3 separate regions of the Pan troglodytes genome follow, and all the other regions are linked to region 1. Evidence: chromatin contacts called from public Hi-C data. All regions are on one chromosome and are shown on one strand. Each heading gives the region's core, a stretch centred on a gene start, on an enhancer-like site or on the middle of the called end of the contact. The rest is flanking DNA. Distances are from core to core; before and after follow the strand shown.

Region 1 (4,840 bases), core at 1,188-3,687:
ATTGGGGCAATTTTGCCCTTTGGGCTTCCAAGAAAAAATTGCCCTCCAAAAGTGATGGGAATCAGGCTGATACATTTTCAAGCCAACGATTTTGTAAAATAAGTAGTGAATAAAATGTAATTGCTGGCCTCTTCTAGTCATAGAATTGGTATTGAAACAAAGAAGAGCAATAATATTCTTTGTAAATATAACTCATTGTTGACTGTGCAGAAAGACTTTAAAAGGGAAACTAATCTTCTAAAAGTTCTGCACTTTTGGCCACAGATGCCTTTTCCCTTCTTTGACTCACTTGGCACATTGAGGCTGCCTCTGGATGCACAGGATCGAGGTGGAGTATTGCATTACATTCCTGGAGTACACATGGATCCAGGAGCCACTTGCTGGAAGCCTCCATCAACTGGTTGGCCCAGACATCTGTGGCAGGCACAGCACCACCCCACAGTGGGGCAACAATTAAAACAAAAGCTATTTTATAGAAAGGCACCGCCTGCATTGGGGTTCATTTTTAGCCTCATTCATGAGTCATTTACATACTAGACTTCCTTTGGCCTACAATACCGCCGGCCTTGACCAATGCAGTCAGAGAAAGAAACTTTTCCCAACCCCTAAAACATTCCTGACCTCTCTCGAATTGACATAAACTCCCATTTCTCGCCCTGAGAAAGCCTGCGGAGAGCCAAGGAGTGATATTTGTGATCTTTTCAGAGCAAGAGAGGTAGGGAGGAGAGCGCTCTGAGATCCAAGTCAACCTGCGACGCCCAGCGCTGTGTGCTCCGCGTGGGATGAGGACCCACTTCTGTGATCAAATCTTTCCCACCAGCCTGGCCTTCGCCCCCACGCCCACAATCCCGGCCCAAAGACCTTGCGTTTGGCCTCTGCACAATAAGTATCCCCGAAATGAATGCCGTTAAGCTAGAAAATGATCTCTTCTCGGGAAGGAGGGAGTCAGGACCTCGGTTAGGTCTTCAACAAACTCGTGGGATCCCTCACACAAGGCACAGATGCTCATTACGATTCTTTTTACGTGCAACACGTGGGGGACGAAGCAGTTTCATATCTCCTGGTATTATCTGCCGTCCAAAGCATTTTCTTTGAAAGGAAAATGGAAACGCAGCTGCGCCGTGGGCCCGGCCAGCGAGAGCTGGGGCTCCCTCCCTCTGTTTCCCAGCGGCTGCCGGGTGCAGGAGGCGCCTCCGGAAACTGACTTGGGTTAGGGGAGTTCAGAGGTTGCCCCAGCAGGCGCGGGACGCCGCCAGGGCGAAGGCTCGCCTTTGTGCGGGTTGGCTGTTTCCCGAGAGCCATCAGGGTGGGAGGGGACGCCCGGGTCTGCGGCAAGGGCAGGCGTCTGGCCCCTACACCGTGTGCGGGGACGCTAGGCTGGGCGGCCTGTGTCACTCTTGGCCTTGGCAACTTCTGGCCAATCCGCCCTGCCCCTCTGGGTCCCGGCGGGCCGGCTGCGCCCTAGGCTCAAAGGGTTAAGCAGGTGCCTCTCCGGGCGAGGCGCTATTGGCCGAGGGCAGGGGCGGCGCGGCCGCGGTCACCTCGCTTCGCCGATCCCAACTTGGTTTCCTGCGGAAGGCAAGGCGGCCACTCGTCCCCTGGCTGCGGCTGCGGGGCCCAGGCCTTGGCGCGCAGGGAGTGGAAGGAGAAAAGGACGAGAAGGGGCAAGCACCAGCCGCACCAGCAAAGGGGGCGAAGGTGGCGCGCGCAAGATGAGGGGAGCTGAAGCCCTGCATCCCGAAGGAGGCTGCGCCCACCGCCCGCAACTCCACTCCAGGCTCGCCAGCCGGAAGAAAGAGGAGGAAGTGGGACAACGGGGGTCCTGGGCAGGGGGTAGGGGAAACGATCAACTCCCACTGCCCCCACCCACTAGCCGAGTTGGAATGCAAGTCGTCACTTAAAAAGGCTCACCCAAACCGCAGGCATCCCTCCTCACCCCTTAAAGAAACATTGATGTAATAGTGTGGAGAAGTAACTGAGAGACGCGAGGAAATAAATGCACGTGTTTTCTCTTTTTGTTTCCCTGGTGGTTGGAATTTGCAGAGTTCGTCTCAGTGGTGGCTGCTAATTTATTCGTTTCATCGGTCGAAAGGGGCGTATAGAGGTGGGTCATCGGGGCACAACCGGATCCCTCTAGCCGGACCTCACCTCACAAGTTTGTCCTGGACCAACCCGCCCGCCCACCAGCAGCGGGAAGGGCCCATTCTTATAAGGAGAACAAACTCTCCATTGCACAAAAGCGGCTTCTTTTTTTCTCTCCGTCTTTGCACACCATCCCTCCTCGATAAGTATCAAGTTCTCGAGGAGCCCAACTTGCGCTTGGCAGCCCTCGCGCTGCCTGATGTGCATAAGACGGGCAGAGAGGGGTTCCGGCCAGGAAGGGAGGCTCTACGCCCCCATTCCTGCACACGCGGGCTGGCTTCCAGGTTGCTGGAAGCCGCGGGAGGCGCGAGCTTGCCTGGATGGTGGTTATTTCTCTAGAGAAAGGAGGAGAGAGAGAGCGCGCCTGAGTCTTGCACTTTGGGTCGGAAGTGCGCGGCGTGTGTGTGTGTGTGTGTGTGTGTGTGTGTGTAGAGGGGGGCGGGAAAGAAACGCACCCTCCGCTGCCGGTCATTCCCTTGCACCGGCCAAGTCCTCGCCAAGCCTCCCGGTGCATCCTTCCTCCGCCACCCCCTCCCCTTCTTCCCTCAGCTGGGCTCGCGCGGCGCAGCCGGAGCAGCCAGTGAGAGCAACATCCTGGAAAGAGGGGGGAGCACCGCCGCCCCCCAAAAGGGAAAAAAGGCCCCACCCTGACACGTTTTGCTGTTTGCAAGTCCCTCGCACGCCCCCCGCACCTCCTCCTCGCGCTTGCGGCCCCCCCCACCCCAGCCCGCTGCGCGCACATCAAAGCGCCTCTCCGCCGCGCACAGTGGCCGCGGCTCACTAATGGGATTGCAGGCTGGTGCCTGGCTCCGCTGCTGCCGCCGCCGCTGCTCGCGCTGCTGCTGCTGCCGCCGCCCGAGCCCGAGCCCGAGCCCCCGCCAGCCCGAGCCCAGAGCCGCCGCGCCCGGGGGCCGAAGCCGCGGCGATGATCCGAATCTTTCCGGATTTCAGCGTGCAGGTGACGGCCGCGGCGGCCGGCGGGGCGGCCGCGGGGGTGCCGGCCGGCGCGGGCATGGGGAGGGCCGGCGCCGCGGCCAACGGCACCCCGCAGAACGTCCAGGGCATCACCTCCTACCAGCAGCGGTGAGTAGTCCCGCCTGGGCTGGGATAGTGCCCCCGCCCCGGGGTGCTGGGGTGGGACTCACTTTGCCTCCTGTTTTGTGTCTTACAACACACATGCACATTGCCAGGGCTCACTTTGCCTGCCCCTCGTTCTACAGATGAGGAAGAAAAACACACTTCACTTTGGTGGATTGAAAAGCACTCCAGTGCGCTGGCGAAGTGAAATCATCCTTTGCCCTTTGCCTGGCCCCAAATCCAGAGCTTCAGCCCCGAGTAGCGGAGGAGTTGCAGCGAAGTCTGAGACGCCGCACAAGGTGCTTTTGCAAAGTTTAGGATCCTCATGCCTTTCCAGTGGAATTTTCTCAATGCCTCAGCCGGATGCGGACCCGCGCATACGGACAGCTAGGGGGGCAATTGATCACTGGAGGCTGATTGATCATTTGTTTCCAAACAGAATAGGAACGATTTTCATGTGTAGCTGTAAACTTGCAATTCTACATAATAGTGTTATCATGTCACCTGTTACTACAGGGAAATACAGCATGAAATCCGAGTCTCTTCGGCGCTGTTAAGTATTCATCTTAAACGCATTATAATGCAAATGCATAAGATTCAGGGATACAAGTTAGGAAGCAAATTTTACAAAGTCAGGCTAGGTGGTGAGAAGGAAGTTTTAAAGTATTATTTGTAGTTCTCTTAAACGTATTTATAGATTTTTCTTAAAAATCACGTATTTGACATTGAAATAGTAATTTGATTCAATAAGGAAAGAAAGGGAAAGCAATTTACCACTACCAACAGCTTTAGAACCCTGAAGTTTTTCCTGAAGGACAACTTTTGATGTTCCAAGATTTTACTGAAAATGTAATCCACGAAAATGCGCTGAGAAAAACTAACAATGTACTATGAAAGGTAAACTCCCCATTTCTGGGGCTTGGTTTTATAAAAGATGGAAGAAAAAAGAACACATCAAAGTGTGAAATTAAATATTTGTGTTTCCCAGATTGCACATGATTAAACATCTGAGAGATTTGCCAATGGCATTTAACTTAAAATATACACAATGCATAATTCAAATAACAGTTCCTATTTTTACCTTGTATTTCAAACTTCATTGATTTGAGAACCTTTGATTTGAACCAACAGTATTTAAACTGAAAAGGTTAAGATAATCTATCACTGCCATATTTTGTGCCTTCCAAGCAATGGCCCAGTGACCAGAGCAGATTTTGCATAACACACTGAGTGTTTTCCAAGTTGATGTCCAGTATTCCAAATATTCTGTAGAAGACTTCATTATATTCTCTGTGTACTGTCTGAAGTTTTTTTTTTAAAAAGAGTTTGGAAAATAACTCAAAAAGGGGCTATTCCTTGTCAAAGGGATTTTTCATTTAAATTATTTTAGTCTTGTTTTACTTCAGTGATTACAGGAATCTTTAATACAAAAGATCTGGGACTCTTTCAAACATGAAAGACTAGAAAAGAATTAGATTTTTCCTTTTCATGGTTCAGGTATGTTTTTTTGGTCACTTATACAACATTTAAATGACAATAGTATCTGGCGGTCACTTTAGGAAGTGCAGGCAATGGTCACAATAGTATGGTCTGTGAAGTAGGGAGTCAAGGGTCAGAAATG
Region 2 (4,840 bases), core at 989-3,488, 230 kb before region 1:
ATGGGCTGCATAACAAGATTTTTGGCCTTTGAAGAACTACATATGCAATGGTTATCCCATAAGATTATAATACTATATTTTTACTATACCTTTTCTATATTTATGTACACAAATACTTACCATTGTGTTACAGTTGCCTACAGTATTCAGTATAGTAACATGCTGTACAGGTTTGTAGCCTAGGAGCAATAGGCTCTACCGTATAGCCAAGATGTGTAATAGTCTCTACCATCTACTCTATCATCTAGGTTTATCTAAGTACACTCTAGGATGTTCACACAGTGACAAAATCATGAAACACTGCTTGGATGGAGACCAGAGAGTGAGGTGGGGAGAAAGGGAGAGATTATAGCAGGGATATACATTTCTCAGAACATACCCCGTTGTTAAGCAACATGATTTGTACATGATTTATAAAGGGTTAAAACTAACTCTTCCAGCTTAAAAATACTACTAAATAAGTATCCAATTCAACTGAGATCTTTGTACTTTCAGAGAATTTATACTAAAGATTTCGTACTTAATTTTGAAGGTTAGTTACTCATATGGCTTCATTCATATAAGTCCAAACATGTCCTCTGTGTAAAAGGAAAAGGACCATTCATTTATATAATACAATGGCTACTAAACAGATCAATTACATTTTTACCCTGCTATGAATTTGGGGTTATTTATAAGAATCAACATGAAAATAATATAAATATTTTAAAAACATAAATACAAATCAGACTGGAGAAAATATACATAGACTAGAAGTTGCATCTGTAAGAAGAGTTAATATGCCTGTATATAAACTGCAAAGCCCTACACAGTTACTAAAACATGATCCCAATGTTATATTTTGAGTTTCCTGGTAGTGAAGGCAAAGAGGGAAATGTGTCCAATTGCAAAATGTATGCTTTCTATAAGAAAAAGAGATAATACTTCCTTTGAAGAAATTTTGTTTTGATACTTAGATGTGAAAACATTTTCTTTTAGGATTTTTTTAAAATACAAGGGCTTAGAATGGTATGGTAAATACATTTCTAACCATAATAATTATTAAATATAAATACGTGTGGAATAGAATTAGAAATTCTGAGGAATAGGAAATATAGAGTACAAGAAGAAATATGGAACATAGTTGACTTGCTATTTTATAACTATTGATATCAAAATGATGTTGTCATAGATATGAACTAATCTCAGAAAACAGATTAATCACACTATTCCTGTATTTCATAAATTCACACATTTCAGCTTTCTGGAATAGCTCTCTTTTATTTTGTTCTGGACCAAATTGATCTAACTAATTTCAGATGTGATTTGATATTCTTATGACTAAACTTGAGCCCCTAAAAGTGTAATGTTAGGTTGGTTCATGGTCCAGGTCATAGTAGCTAAACTTGAAATAGAAGACAATTCATTAACTTTTTTAAAAAAAATTCACATGGTGGTGTACAGAATAGAAGGACGTGTCAAAAAATTAAATTCTGTTAATTAGGCCTTATATTGGAATTTCAGTGTTGAGTGTTACATCTCTACCCTGATGTTCAAAATGAAACAAATTACAGTTATCGAAGCAGTCAAGGTAAAAATGTACTAGATATATCAGGCACAAGAATTTAATGGTAATTTTTTACCTCTTTTCCTGGTAGATTAATTTTATAGCTTAATTGTATGTTAGATTAAAACTCCATTAAGATAAGAAGAATATGCTTAAATTCATTATAATATTTCAAATAACATTATCTAGTCATTTAAAAAGTGATCAGAATGGAAAGATCTAGACTGTCTCCACTGCTTATCTAGAAATGAATTTGTTGTTTCATTTTTATTAAAGTTTGAAAAGTCCTTAGATTAACTGTGATATTAATTTGAGCTTTGATGAATCAGTGTTTGCTATGAATACTTGAATATTTTTTTTTCCTTTTTTTTTCTTTTTTTGAGAGAGGGCAAAACTTATCCTGAAAATGTTTAGGGGAAGAAAAAGTAGATGAATGTGGTTTCTCAACAATGTTTGAAACACTGTTCATGCTAGAGCCTGTAATTCCTATTTGAATCACTTCTTTAAAAAGAAAAAAAAAAAAAGATGTTAAGAGAATAGGATGCCAAGAAATAGTTGGCTGTGTGTGTGGAGGGGCAACGAAGGGAAGCCCCGCCAGCAGTTTTTGTCTCTAGCGGGTGAGCTACTGTCCGGAAGGTGCGTTGGCTCTCTGGGCTGGCCTCTGAGGCATTGTGCTGCTCCCTCTCTCCCTGGCCTGGCTGGCTCTGGCCTAGAGTGGATCAAACAAGCCGTGGGGAAAGTTCCCCTCATTTGCATCACTTCTAGACAGCCCTGTCGTACTCTTTGCTGACAGGAAATCACTGTCTTTGTCACCTTTTCTCAGGGCCCTCCTTTTGGCAGAGATGGGCCATGTGACCACGCTTAATCACAACAACAGGGCTGGCTCAGGACTCAATGACATGTTTTCCTCAGCACTTCAATAAATGGGGTAGAGGAGTCAGTAGGAAATGAGTACATTAATTTTAGAGTGAAAAGATAATTAACACTTGAAGGACTAATGCTACAACCTATGGAATTATTATTCAAATTGAAGTTAATTTATCAAAAACTTGTGAAAACTATCTGCCCTAATGCAACTGTTTAAAAAAATAAAACTTGAATAGTAAGAGTTGGGCATGTTGGAGGCAGAGTGGGAAGAAGGCGGGGAGAGGGGGGCTTGGATGGAGAGTGGAGAGTGAGGGGAGAGAAAGGGAGAGAGGGAAATCATAGCAGGCATTAGCTATGTTTGAAAAAGCAACTTAAATGGGCTAAAACTTCAACATTTGGGACTGAAGGCTGGAGCACGTAAAACGCTTACTTAGATGATATGAATAGGACACTGGCAAACAAAAGCAGCAGTGTGCTCCTAGAAAACTGTGCTTAAAGGAGTTTCCTTGGCAACAGAAATGCAGTTCCAAAAGTAGACAGAACTTTCCTCAGAAAACATACTATTAATAACAACCTTCCGGAACAACTTGGAACAATTTGACGACTTGGCAATAATAATGCCAAGTGTTCTGCAAATTAATCTAACACATAACAGTTATGTTTCTCTTGCCTGTAATTCTGCTGGACCCTACCTAGAACTCATGCTTTTAGCAGCACAAATGTGAAAAATATTTCTAAATGCTGTCACAGAAAAAGAAAACCAAAAGAAATGCTAGTGGCCAACAGTGGCCAATGATTGTATTCAGCCTTTTGGAATCTACTAACAACTCTGAGTTCAATGAGATAAGTTTATTCCAATAAATGCTCCTATATTTACTATCTCATTTCAGTAAAGAGGCTTCCACAAACAAAACTTGGTAAAGGGTTAACAGTCTGAGACTTGCTGTGATGTGAAGCACATCTGAGGCCGTTGGTTATGTAAATGTAATGCTCACTAAATATGTGCTGAGTGTTATTTTTTAAAGTATCATCATTTCTTGTTAGCCTAGAGAATAAACTAATCTTGGATGTACTTGGCCAACGGGAATCATTTGAATTCTCCTGAAGGCTATCCGTTTGCCAGCCAAGAGAGGTAGAGTATTCCCCTCCTCTGACCTTTCTTGAATCCTTGGATCTAAAGGTTAAAAGTAATCAATATCTCATTGTGCTGCTTGGTTTCAGGGTAATAAGTAATAACCATCATGTTAAAATCCAAATGATTACAGATAGCACTTAAATTAGTTGACCTGTTTGGGAGATTTTATTACTTCCAATCAGGATAATAATTAGAGTTTGCTAATAAAATTTTGGATTAAGTTGCAAAAAATTTCAGCCTTTAATTTTTTGAAAAATGACTTTTACTTAATTAGATGGGAATGCGTAGTATTCCCTCTTTTGTTAAGCTGATAGCTTTACTTTAGCCCCAGATATTTGTAGATTTCTTTCTAGTTTCTAGAAAAGAAAGTAGAGGAACATTTAAATTTCTAATAAGAAAAGGTTTTTGGATCACTGCCGTCTTTGGCTCCTGAACTACTCAAAACTATGTATATGTTTCAGGTTAGTGACTTCATAGCAATGACCCTCACCTACTTTTTAGCATGTCCTGTTTTTAAATTACTTATCTTTAGTGGTTATATTCATATTGGGGCTAATCTGGTTTGAGGCTGGCAAAAAATTATATGATGTATGATTAAACTTTACAGACAGCTATGGTATGAATGGGGTTATTTATTTTGTTTAAAAAAAGAGTATCAAAATTTAAAGATGAAAACCAAGTATTATCATTGACAAAGAGGTATTAATATAAAAAAGATAAATGATAGGCTTAATGTTCCATGTAATTACATCAGGAAGGCATTGATTATCATAATTATAACCACAAGGAAGTGTATAAGGTACATATGCTATTTGGTCTAAATAATTTGTCTTTTATCATCGTTCTAGTTTTTATAGTTTATTAGAACTTCTTGAATGTATTCCTAAAGCAGGAATGTGGGGCTAAAAGGTACCTAGGTAACGTTTCAGTTATTTCAAAAGAAGTCCTGGTACCTGTTCAGAATAGATGGTAAGGCTCAAGGGAAAAGTTTTCCCATAGTGCTTTCACATTAAACTCATTAACTTCCTTTATGTCCGCATCTCATAACATTGTCTAACTTTGGAAAGAAGCACATTTGTGGTTGTCCTAGGGATATCAATTTGGAGTATTAGGGAATTCTCCAACCCAGCTAGCTGCATTACCAACTGACCGTACTGCCTTTAATCCCATTCTTAAGATTCATTTCTTTGGGGTAAAGAAGAATGCACTCTACTGAATGCAGATATTCTGTGGGGAAGGCGCAGGAGAATGATATTGAATTAAATATCAATTTTAATATCTAGCTAAAATAG
Region 3 (4,840 bases), core at 1,607-4,106, 210 kb before region 1:
GAAACTAAATGATGCAACTCCATTTCCTGTTTAATTGATGAAGTTAAAGTGCTTGGTTGCTAATGAGTGTATTAGCAAACAATGTCCCCTTTACAGGCTTAAGTAGATCAGGATTTTTAAAAAGCAGCTTACTATCCTTATTCTTATGGGATGAAAAATATTGACTGCCACAAAATTGCTAGACCAACTGAAGTCATGGTGTAATTATTTCTGTGCAGTCATTTTGGCAATTTCCAACGACCAGATTAAGGTTTTCTAGTTCCCACACTAGAAAATAGTTATTTTCTTTTACACACCATAGACTTTTCATTACATTTTCATTCAGGACAAACAACACCTGAAGATCTTTACTGCAGACTAAGGAGAAAACTTAGAAGTGAGGGGAAAAAATAATATTTGAGTGATTCTTCTCTCCTCAGTCTTCTTTTACAGTTTGCTCAACATGAAAGTACCCAAATGAAGGGTTCTGTAAAAGGTTGCTTGGTTGAAACTAATTAAAGACAGGTCTAAATAGAAAAAGAAAAGAAAAAGGGATCAAAGGAATTACATTAGGTGTCAGGACATCATTTGGGAGCGTTTTGTTTAACTTTTGTAATTCGATTCCAGGAAAACACTAAATTCTAAAAATGTCCATTTTTTGCCATAATTTTATATTTGTGTTGTTTTTGCAATAAGATACATGTCAACAGGCAAACATCTTGAAGAGATCATTTTGGTATTGGCGCATTAACACATTATGGTGAAAAGAGAGGCTTGTGCTTTTCACGCAGTGCATTTCAGTCTTCAATTAATGTGAAAGCACTACAATGCCTATGCAACTTCTCTTGCCTAGTGGTGCACCATTTATCATTGCAGTTTTACATTGACCTTGACACCCACTTCATTAGAATAAAGATTGTCTACCATTTAGGTTACATTGTTCCTCTGCACAGAGACCCCATGCAAATTTCTGTTCAGATAGAAGAGCTGCGAGGCTGTCAGAGGTCATCTGCATTAAATGATTGCAGCTATTTTCCAACTGCTTCTTTTCATTCTACTCAATTCAGGCTAGGAGGATCAATCAAGTCCTCTGCCTGAAACAGTGGGACTGCTGGGAATATGACTGTTTTTGGTAGTAGTGGATATGCCCTAAACAGTATTAAATATTTAATATAAACTCATTAAAGGCCATACAAAGGCTTCAGAAGGATATCAAATTTATGGAAATATCTAAGGGGATAGAGAACCGTTTTAAAAAGTAAATAGAAAAATAATAATCAATATTATAATTTTACAGGGTATGATCAAGATAGTTCTTAAACTTACTAAATTTTACCAATAGGAGACTTTTTTCTCACCCTTGACATGGGAAGGAAAGAAAGGAGACAGGTAGACTTGGCGTCCTTATGCAGTATTTCATATGAAATTGACATGAAAGTTTTCAGTTATTTGTGTTTTTATTTTTGTTCTATAACAGTGACTTCTAGTCTAGCTATATTTATTTTTAAAGGCTTAGATATTTGTTATTTAAAAGAAATGACTGGAGAAATAAGTTGCCAGGTCTCCTACTTAAGTTTTCTGGGTGGTATGATTGGAATTAAATTATTAATGGGAGATACTTTAAAAAAGATTGTTTTATGATCTTCTATTAGGGAATTTGCAATTCATTTTAATATTTGTAGTTTGATTTATATTAAAGATAATGCAATCTATGTCCAATTAACAGTACATGGCCAGTGTAATGTGATTTCCAGATCATGCAAATGGAATAAGCTAGAAGAGGGGGAAAACTCAATTCTTAACCTCAGGTGTAATTTGCTGTGCGAGTTCTGGCAATTTTAAATGACATTGCACTTTTTAATTTTTCCAAAGGCTCAGCAGCAAATTTATCCCAATCAGGAAAACCTATTATTAATTTACAAGGACAATTGTAGGAGTCTTTATAATTTCTCTATGCAATTACTCACCATAAATTCTAATGGTAAAATACAAGGAGTTTGCAAGAAATAACAACTATTATTTGTCTTGGGCTTGAACCCTTTTCTTCAGTTTTGAACATCTTCTTGAAGTGTTGGTGGTACTGACTCCATGTGCAGCATCATATGCATTATGAGATGCTACACACAAGGCTTCGGAAAAGGGGGGCAGCACAAGAGCTGCTGCAAAGGCAACACTGGCCTCTGGCAGATTCCTGCACTCTGCATGTACAGCTGAGCTTGGACCCTGGACTTTTATATAAAAAGACTCTTTGTTCACCACTGAATGGCATTAGGCATGGACTTGCTGAGGGGCCACCATGAAGCCTCGAATGAGGAGGGCAAACACTAGCCAGAAAACACGTGAGAGTTGTAAATAGACACATCCCTGGATTTTTTTTTTTTTTTGCAAAAATGCATATTTTCACACATTATTTTGCCAATAGTTTGGTGTTTTGGTATGTTCCTAGCATTTGCTTTCTTACTGATAGACTAAGTAAGATATATTTTATTTTCTCAGTGTATTCTATCTATCTATCTATCTATCGTATCTATCAGTCAATCATGCATATATGGGAAAGGGGATCTTGCTGGATAAACAGGTGTTTGTGGCATTATATTTGTACCAGGAAAGACATTCAATCCTGTCATTCTAATAACTAGATCATTTTCCTTGTTTTAACTTTTCCTAATATAAAGTCAACTGAAGCTCAGTTAAAAGTAATATGGTGTAAGATGTAAATGTTCAAACCCTGATGACACAGAATACAACAGCCCTATTCTAATAATCAAGAAATGTCTTTAGTTTAATTTGTGTGTTTCTCGCAGCCAAAGCTTCACTCTCTGTTCAGCAATGTCTGGTCTCTTTTCAGCATAACCAACAGAAGCACCATACAAAAGTCTTACAATGGATGTCTTAATCTCTCTGTGTGCTTTTAGAGCATTATTTTGAATTCCATCATGCTGCCTTTTTTCTTTCCTCTTCTGAAGTTTTATTACAACAGCAGAATTCCCAGGGAGCTTTGGGGGCAAGGTTCACATAATATAGCCCTCAAGTTTTGCTTAGGTGGAAGCCATCCCCCAATCCTGGCCATCTTTTGATGATCCCTCTATTTCAAAAAGATTCACTCGGTAGAGTCTTATAGCATTAGCTGTATATAGTTTATTTTTTATTTTTTTATTTACCAGACAGTGAGCATCTACAACCCTTTCATGATGTTTTCTTTCTCTGACCTCACAGTGACAAGGCATCTTGTTCCTTAACATTGAGGGAGGCAGAAAAATGCTTGAGTTGCTCAATGTGTGCCTTCTATACCAGTTTCAAAATGGCTTATTCTTCTGGTTTCCATGGTGACAATTAACACTGTTTCAAGGCATTGTTCCAGTCTCCATTTGGGCAGAATTTTCGGTGTGATTTCTAACAAAAAAAAAGGAGGGGGACTTCGGTGTGGCGGGGAAGCCTTTAGCGTAACTGTCAAAAAAGTTATCTCAATCAAGTCTTCATGCATTTCTAAGTATATTTATTTCAGAAATTCCTGTTTTTGCTGGCTTTGTTTTATAATTCAGTTTTAGCATTTGTGCTAAAAGTAAGTACTCAATAAGAATTTTCTACAACTTCTTTAGTTCTTAGTTAAAATGGTAGGCTAGAGTTTGTAGTTATTTTTAACTCCTTTTTTTAAAAGTTTTTCTTTATATTTATATACACAGGGATGGCATTTAGAATAGTACTGTCCAGTGTCTTTAATTTAGATCATTCACATATCTATTAGGAGGCTTCATTAGTCAAAATTGAATTGGCCAAGCAAATACACTTAATAATGTAAATATGGCCTTTCAAGAGAGTATATTTTATTTTTGACTAGACAGAGAGGCCCACAGCAGGTGCTGTGGGGAAATTAAATACTGGATGCTTATTTACCTTAGCACTCAAGAAAAGCTTTCTGACTTTAACTTTGCTAATCTCATTTTTGCCTATTGAAGAGTAGTCTATATCATAACATCCCCAGACTACAGGACACAATGGGGCAGCCTCTGCTCACTTACTGCTGTGGGTGGAATGAATATGAAGATTAAATTATCTTCTCACCACAGGATAAAGTAGCCCCACTTGATAGGATGACCGAAAACTGATAGAGCTGGCAGTTGATTTTCTGAGTCTAATGCTTCTGAAAAGATGTTAAGAGACAGAAGAGCAAAAACATACTAGCATCAACAAAAATATAAGCTCCTGACATTATTACACATACAGCTTGAGCCCCTAAACATATTAGATTTAACCTTCAATATGCTTCAAAAATTAAAATAAATATTTTCACCTTAAATTATATAACATTTTAGTACCTTTCATTCATATATCAATACATCTAACAATTAACTAGATACTCTTAGCTTTTATATTAGAGTTTGAAGGCATTGTCCATCAATCACATCTTAAATCAAGCTGTTTAGACAGTCGGCTATATGGTGACAAAGACTGAGAGCATACATAAAGACAAGTTTCTTTTAAAGGTAATAACCTTTTATAATAGCTATTGCAGTGACTACTTATACACATTTAACAGAGAAGATTGGTTTATTACATCTAAAATTAAATTAATTGCTTTTTATATTTTTATTTGTGTAAGGCTATCATTTTTATGGGACACATCTAAGCTGTTTCCTTTCTTGACTGATCTGCTGTGTGAGAGCTGTTTAAAGTTGGGGTGAAGAGGGGGGATGAGCTTGTCACAAGTTAAAGGGATAACTGGTAGAGGCCATTCCCAAGTGGCACAGCCAGAGGACTCTTTCTGTCAATGAGTAATACCATGTGGCATAAGTAAAATATTTGAATAAGATTTTCCTGCCTGCCTGAAATACTGGTTCCCCCAATATTATATGGAAATCTT

The links. A called contact is a pair of places that touch in the nucleus more often than the background predicts.
Region 2: a Hi-C map of stem cell-derived neural progenitor cells shows a contact between it and region 1, with 7 times the contacts expected there. The contact joins the enhancer-like site here to the promoter of NPAS3 in region 1. A contact is called at or near these places in 2 of 7 Hi-C or Micro-C datasets (induced pluripotent stem cells and stem cell-derived neural progenitor cells), 1 of 1 datasets of contacts at active chromatin or transcription factors (stem cell-derived excitatory neurons) and 1 of 1 other capture datasets (stem cell-derived neural stem cells).
Region 3: a Hi-C map of stem cell-derived neural progenitor cells shows a contact between it and region 1, with 2.9 times the contacts expected there. The contact joins the enhancer-like site here to the promoter of NPAS3 in region 1. A contact is called at or near these places in 2 of 7 Hi-C or Micro-C datasets (induced pluripotent stem cells and stem cell-derived neural progenitor cells), 1 of 1 datasets of contacts at active chromatin or transcription factors (stem cell-derived excitatory neurons) and 1 of 1 other capture datasets (stem cell-derived neural stem cells).

What each region holds. Positions count from the first base shown.
Region 1 is chr15:31,171,984-31,176,823 of NHGRI_mPanTro3-v2.0_pri, forward strand. NPAS3 (neuronal PAS domain protein 3) reads left to right here and starts at 2,438. Exons shown (of 12, transcript XM_054666466.2): 1 at 2,438-3,225. The coding sequence starts at 3,068.
Region 2 is chr15:30,941,148-30,945,987 of NHGRI_mPanTro3-v2.0_pri, forward strand. The region is part of intron 10 of AKAP6 (A-kinase anchoring protein 6); the gene reads left to right. Among named protein-coding and RNA genes, the nearest start is that of NPAS3, 230 kb to the right of the region's middle. Within about 2 kb of position 2,239, at least 16 of the 24 cell types and tissues checked have an H3K27ac peak or open chromatin away from gene starts, as enhancers often do. A contact at or near this core is called in induced pluripotent stem cells, stem cell-derived neural progenitor cells and stem cell-derived neural stem cells, where this site is marked.
Region 3 is chr15:30,966,460-30,971,299 of NHGRI_mPanTro3-v2.0_pri, forward strand. The region is part of intron 10 of AKAP6 (A-kinase anchoring protein 6); the gene reads left to right. Among named protein-coding and RNA genes, the nearest start is that of NPAS3, 210 kb to the right of the region's middle. Within about 2 kb of position 2,857, at least 7 of the 24 cell types and tissues checked have an H3K27ac peak or open chromatin away from gene starts, as enhancers often do. A contact at or near this core is called in stem cell-derived neural progenitor cells and stem cell-derived neural stem cells, where this site is marked.